2 separate regions of the Nothobranchius furzeri genome follow, and region 2 is linked to region 1. Evidence: chromatin contacts called from public Micro-C data. All regions are on one chromosome and are shown on one strand. Each heading gives the region's core, a stretch centred on a gene start, on an enhancer-like site or on the middle of the called end of the contact. The rest is flanking DNA. Distances are from core to core; before and after follow the strand shown. Region 1 holds the start of LOC107394422 (zinc fingers and homeoboxes protein 2). Region 2 has its middle 130 kb from the start of LOC139064271.

Region 1 (3,427 bases), core at 376-2,875:
AATATTAATATCTGCTGATAAGTAATTTGGCACTGGAAGAAAAAACTTTAGGAAACAAACTAAAAGCTTTTAGATGAGCCTATTTTTTTGCATGCTTGTCTCTAAAAACATGAATCACTTTTGAATAATTGCAGATATTTGTCATTAAGTTATGCAAATCACCATCTACAGACAGATTTCTTTTCATCAGGAATGAGACGTACTTTTCTTTTCCTTTCTCCCGGTTTTCCGGCAGCGCCGTTCATTTCTCCAAAAGCTTTTTATCTGCTTAAATTTGTGACACCAGTGGTTCTTGATTACTGCTTTAGACTATTCCAAACCTTGAGTGGTTCGGTTTTGAACTTTTGTTGCTAAGCAATGTTGCCAAAACTCTGCTTATTGGTTAGGAGCTGGCACTTTTGCCTGGCAACATTACCTGATTGTGTATTCTGGAGACACTGGCAAGAGCTTCCAGTTGCAAAAAAAAAAAAAAAAAAAAACTATTCTGCCAGGAAAAAAAGAAAGTCTCAGAATATGGCATCGATCTGCTTCTAAAGGCCCTGTGTTATTTCACTAGCTTGTCTCTAAATGCACCCACACAAAAAGAAAGCAGGTTTTATGTTTTAGAACAAGCAGAGGGATGACTCTGCAGGTATTCTGAACATTTTGACCTTTAATAAACTCTTAAATATACATTAAGAGTATCAGATGACTTCAGATCAGTAAAATTTGTTGTGAAATTTTTACACACCTAAGGAGTGAAAATGCAGAAAATGGTAAATGCAAATCTTTATTTAGAAAAAGAGTAAAATAAGAGTAATATTGTCTTGCATAATTTTTTTTAATGTTAGCCTTTTAGGGATTTACTCTGTTTTATTTCTGCAAACACACAAAGCCTCCAAGGATGTTCAAACCACTTATTACATCTAGGGGGGCAATTCTTTTTTTTTTCTTGGTGTCAGGTTGGTTTGGATGGGATTTTTGTTTCTTAATTAATTAAATAACCATCAGTCTTATATTTAATACGTTATCTTTGTCTGATTGCGAAGTTTCTTCGCAGATCTGAAAAATCTAAAGCAGAAATGAAATACCCTTGGATTGTATTTCTAACTAGTGTTGAATTAAAAAAATTGTCAAACTTAATATTTCTTGAAGTGACTTTGAAAATAAATTAAAAAAAATCACAAGTTCACTTTAATCAATTTTTCTAGTTTGAGATTTTGCACCTTTTCTTAAAACTTGACATAATCAATTAAAAACATTTTAATTATATTAAAACCTTAAGGAAGTAGTTTCCACATCTGCCTGCTGGTGTCGCTGTTTACCGCTTTTTTTCCTCATGTGAAGGGACGTTCCTACATTTATTGCATCTAATCCGCACCAACAAGCCCATCTATCAAAAATGCATGAAGCGGATAAAACGCGAACAGCCGCCTGCTGAACATGGGGACTTTAATTCATCTGCTTTAAATCCGAACCACTCAGATTTTTAAATAGTTTTTCTTTTTTTTGATGAGCTGCTGAACAGACCAGTCGATGCTGCTACAGCAGGCTGCTCATGAGGTCAGCCATGGGATCAAACAGGTGTTTAAAATAAATTAAGCGCGGACATTTTTTGCATGATTTTGCATATTGTATGTTCTGTATACAGAAAATGTCACGTTTTGCAAAAATTTCAATACGATTTAAAACGCGATGGGAAAGGGTTGCATATAGTTTGTTGTTGCTCAAATAAATAAATAAGTGGGTGATATACATCCGAAATTACATAAATGTGAATTGCAGAGCGCAGAGAAGAAAAACGAACGTACTATAGCAGATAAGTGATTTTTTGGTGTAAATAAAATGAACTAAAATGGTTTTATTGCAGTAGTGGTTGATGTATGGGACGCTACTGGGAGTGATTAATCACAGGCATCCATGCTGCAAGTCATGAAACAGCAGAAACGTGCAGATCGGTGCTGCCGGAGGGGGAGCAGAGGTGCTGTGCTCCCACATGCCTGCGCCTCTCTCCCCGAAACCCGAGCCGGGCGGCCAGCCCCCTCAACCAGGAACAAACTTTTCTGTACATTTTCACGTCACCTGGACGCCGAACATAAATTTGGCATCCTATGCAAATATATGCTGACGTAAAAGATCATGTGGTTTTTGTCGTCGATCCCCCCTATGAGCAACGAGGAGGCTTTTTCTTTTTTTCCTCCTGTCTACTGTTGTCTTTAGGTTAGCTATGCTACAATCTTTACTGTACCCAGCGCTAGCTATATGCGCTCCGCACCGCACCACTCTGGATATCTGGGAATAAAACCAACTTCCAGCCTGTCGCGCCTCGAAACTACACGCCGCTCACAGGTAGGATGCGTGGAAAACTTCTCATTATTTAACTCCTCGGGAGGAATTTTCACCAAAGTGACCGCAAAAGTGAAGTTATTAAAGCGGGTTGTTTTGCAGCCTGTCTGGGTCTCTCTGCCCTGGCTGCTGCTGCTAGCGACCGTCCCCCCTCCATCACAGCCTCCCAGAGTGGGAATCACCTTGCTATCACCCTAACCGGGAATAAAACTCGCATATTCCCAATTGTTTGGTAACTTTTGTAGCGTGTGAGAGCACGAGCCTCGGTTATATGTTTATTTTGGGATAGTTGTCAGACAAGTGAACACCGTCCGGCTCGCAATGATTTCGGGAAGCCAACTTCTGCCGTCACCCCCCTCGCCACCAACCGGTGAAAGTGCCCATAATAAATGTATTAGCCGGGGGAGCTAACCGCTAGCCAGTTAGCCCCCCGCTAATGACAGGCAGCCCGGCGGAGCTAAGTGCTTTAGCCCTAGCCTTTCCCCACGCAGAGGCTGCCCCTCTCTGGATGGTATCCTTTTCAAGCCGGGAAACGTTTTTATGTTTTTGGGCTCCTACTCCAACAAGTTTCTCAGCCGAGTGATGTAGAGGGGAAAAACGAATGTAAACACAGCTTTTAGGTGGCGACACGGTATCAGCGGAGCAGCAAGTGGCGGCTTTTCGGTTGCGGTTGTCGGTGCAAGTGTTGTTGTTGTTACCGCTGTAGGTCGGTTCAAACTGGGGTAGCTAGCAGACAGCCAGTCTGGCTGCCTGGGTCATCTGAGGTGAAGCCGCCGTCAGCGGGCTGCATGGAAACACTCTCTCCTCCTGTACGACTACTTTACTACTGTTGATAGTTCAACACTTTTATTTACTACAGACAAACTTTTTCCACTTTTCCACATTTTGAGGCGCATTGAAACAAACTGAACGTGGAGAGGTTTTTATTCACACGCGGACCTTTTTGATGTTGTAGATTTAGCGACGCTGCCGGATAATTTTTTATAAAACTGCTTTGTGTTCGTGATGAACACACACACGCGCGCGCGCGCGATAATAAGTCAGTAAAGTTAGTTTAATTATATGTTATTTTTTTCCTGATCGCCTTTGTGACACGAGCAGC
Region 2 (3,349 bases), core at 38-2,537, 350 kb after region 1:
TTGCTTTGAACAAAGCTGCTGGAAAGAGATTTCCTCAGCAGTTCCAAATTTTCCCCAAATGTGGAAAAGTTTAAAGGAATTCACTAATGGTTAAAGTTAAAAAGTTAAAGTCCCATTAGTTGTCACACACACAGGTGTGTGTGCGAAATTTATTCTCCGCATTTGACCATCCCCTGGGGGAGCGGTGAGCAGCAGACACAGCTGCGCTCGGGAACCATTTGGTGGTTTAACCCCCCAATCCAACCCCTTAATGCTGAGTGTCAAGCAGGGAGGCATTGGGTCCCAATTTTTCAAAGTCTTTGGTATGACCCGACCAGGAATCGAACCCTGATCTCCCAGTCTCAGGGCGGACACTCTACCACTAGGCCACTGAGAAAAGTGCACAATGATGCACAAGCAGAGCTGAAATAACAAATAAAAACAGTATTTTAGAACTTTTGATTGGAAAGAATAATAAACAAAACTTTAAGCATTTATACATGAAAATATGTCATAAAGAATCTGCAAATAGAACCACTTGTTCACACGGTGGGTTTGTGAATTAAAGTGTTTCTAGTGCGAGCAAACATCAGATTTAGTTCTTGTCAGCTGACTCTATAGATTTAGTGTGTGTGTGTGTGTGTGTGTGTGTGTGTGTGTGTGTGTGTGTGTGTGTGTGTGTGTGTGTGTGTGTGAGTCTAGAAGTAGGTCAGTAGTGAAAATGCTCTCAGCTGTCCTCACACGGCCTCTGTTGGGCCATCTCACCACTCGTGTCAACTATAGTTTCCTCCTCCTCCTCCTCCCTTCTCCCCATCTCCCCCTGCACCTCCTCTATTATCCCTTCCTCTCTGCTCTGATTAGGAGTGCAGGTCCTGCTTTGGTTCATATGGGTCTTGTACAGGTTAACCGTTCAGCCACAGCCTCTCCTTTTCCTCTTTTATCCCAAAAACAGTTGTGGCTTTTCCCTCCTGCTGCTGCTGTTGCAGGAGTGTTTTCCCAGCGGTCCTTGTCAGACCAGTTTGTGGTGTGTAACTGGTGTTTTTGAGGGAGATCCAAAGCCACAAAATGGGGGCAGCACTTGTTTTTGTGACCATGAATCAGCCGTTTTCCCTCTGATGTGTCAGTTATTCAGGCCAACCACCCCCCCCACCCCCCACCCCCCACTGCAAAAACAAATACACTGAGGTGGAAACAAGCTCGCTGTGGCACCCTGATTCCAACAACACGTCTTCCAGTAAGGCAGCATAATTCCCAGATTTGTGGACAAATGGTGTATTACCTAACCTCAAACCAGCTTTACATGATTTACAGTACAGAGAGGAGAGGGTTATTTTTGAGTTCACACTGCCACCTGCTGGTCGACCTAAACTCAGGAAGACAAACCACTTAAACGTGCCAAACCCCCTCGCCAACAAGCCCCCCTCAAAAATGAATGTTGATCCTGGACAGAAATGAACCGAAACTTTCTCTAAACCCAGTTAAACGTAAACTAAAGCAGATTCTGCAGGAGCTTCGGTGCAAAAATGGTTATTAGATATGCAGAAAACAGCCAGTTGCCTGGACTGGTTACATTGGTTTCTATGGCACCTCTCAGGCGCACTTGGCAAAGGAGCTGAATAGCTCAAATGATTGAAGTGGGTCAAAATAGTTCAGAGAAGCTGGACTACAGAAAATAAGCAGCTGCTGTTTAAAAAATGTTTTTTTTTAGAAAACTGTTATTTTGACAAGAATAAAAAATTCTTAGGGCAACATCTGCATGAACTAGGAAAGATTTAAACAATTTGAACCTTAAATTAATCTAAAATAAGCCCAATTAGCCAAACATTATAACCACGTCTCTGCACTACAAACGAGCACTTACCTATAATTGTGGTAATAAAGTATAAGTAAAGGTTGATTTAAAATGTCTTTACCTTTACTCCAAAATATTTGACGTATAGACAACAGTTTTGGACTGTGACACGTTTATTTCCAGGGGTCTTTTTTACAAAAAAAGTTTCATTTATTTTATTTTTTATTTATTGAGAAATTATATTAGATAAATTCTATATGTGCCACACTATTCTTATTTATTTAATAAAATTATTACTGATAATTCACACTAGAAGGCATTTCTAACCCCTTTTTTTAAATTCCACACACTAAATACAGGAATCCATTCTTAGACCAATCTGGAATCATCGGGGCTCAACGACGCTTGTGTCTCAACAAAAGCTCAGATGCCTCGGACACAAATAAAGTTTAATAACTCATAATTCACTTGTTGATCTGTTTGACTTATCTCAGAATTTATTGTGGAATCATGTTTGTTAAGACTAAATCTTTTATTTATAAAAATGTTGTTTTGAGTAAAAGTATTTACTTTTAGTGATAAACACTCTTGCCTTCATTGGCCATCTCCTTGTCTCTGATGACTGCTGCAGATGTGAGTCATCAGTGTCAAACGCAGCTTGACACCACAGACAGGCGTGGCTTTTAATTAACTGGAGCAGGAAAAAGCTGAGAAAAAAGCCTGTCATTGGAAAAAAATCTCATTAGAAATTTTACAAAGAAAAGCATTAAGGCATTTTGTTTATCTACACTGTAAGAAATTAAATGTTGAATTTACTTAACCAAGTTATGTTAACTCTGCTAAGATCCTCACATTTTCATCATTTTACCATTGTGATCAATTTTCTGAACATGCATGAAATCTAAATTTGAAAGTTTGACCTGAAGGTAATCACCAGGACCCTGTGAAGTCCGCGACGTAGCCAGCTTTATTTTTTACAAATATAAATGTTTTAATGTTGTAAAATCCCTCACTACACACTTTACGCACTTTATACACTTTATGCACTTTTCAGACATGCATTAACATTTTCACACTTTTGTCACACTCTCAGTGCCTTAATCAGGACGGAAAACATTCCATGCTTTCGGTTTGGTTAGGGTCCAGCATTCCTCTCCTCTCCAGCACCTGTGCTGCTACCACCGTAACGTTTAAAAGCAGGAGAGACCCTGCGTGTGTACTCACCAAACACATACTTTCAGGATGGTCACATTTAATGCTTTTCCTCTCAACTGCGGACATTTTCTCCTTTTAGCCATACATTGTTCAACTGTTACCTGCAAATATGGTTACCGCTAACTTGTTAAAACAGCGGCCAGCTCTACTCTCCGATTGGTTCTTTTCTCGTCTAGTCCTGCCTCTCCCAATTGCTGATTGGTTCTTTTTTGCGATCACCTATCTTTCTATTGTCTGATTGGATTTTTGTTTCATGTCAATTTCCATTGCTGCATTTCATTTATCGATGGAAAAACCATTTGTGAAACAGTGAAGCCGCGAACCTCATCATAACAAAAGACGACTATGTTACTTTTTACATTA

What was found. Hi-C and Micro-C count contacts between places; a contact is called where the count stands out from the background.
Region 2: a contact with region 1 is called in a Micro-C map of tail fin, with 11 times the contacts expected there. The contact joins the enhancer-like site here to the promoter of LOC107394422 in region 1. A contact is called at or near these places in 2 of 2 Hi-C or Micro-C datasets (skeletal muscle and tail fin).

What each region holds. Positions count from the first base shown.
Region 1 is chr19:11,519,636-11,523,062 of NfurGRZ-RIMD1, forward strand. LOC107394422 (zinc fingers and homeoboxes protein 2) reads left to right here and starts at 1,626. Exons shown (of 4, transcript XM_015973353.3): 1 at 1,626-2,328.
Region 2 is chr19:11,866,269-11,869,617 of NfurGRZ-RIMD1, forward strand. No RefSeq gene overlaps it. Among protein-coding and RNA genes, the nearest start is that of LOC139064271, 130 kb to the left of the region's middle. Within about 2 kb of position 1,288, at least 3 of the 3 cell types and tissues checked have an H3K27ac peak or open chromatin away from gene starts, as enhancers often do. A contact at or near this core is called in tail fin, where this site is marked.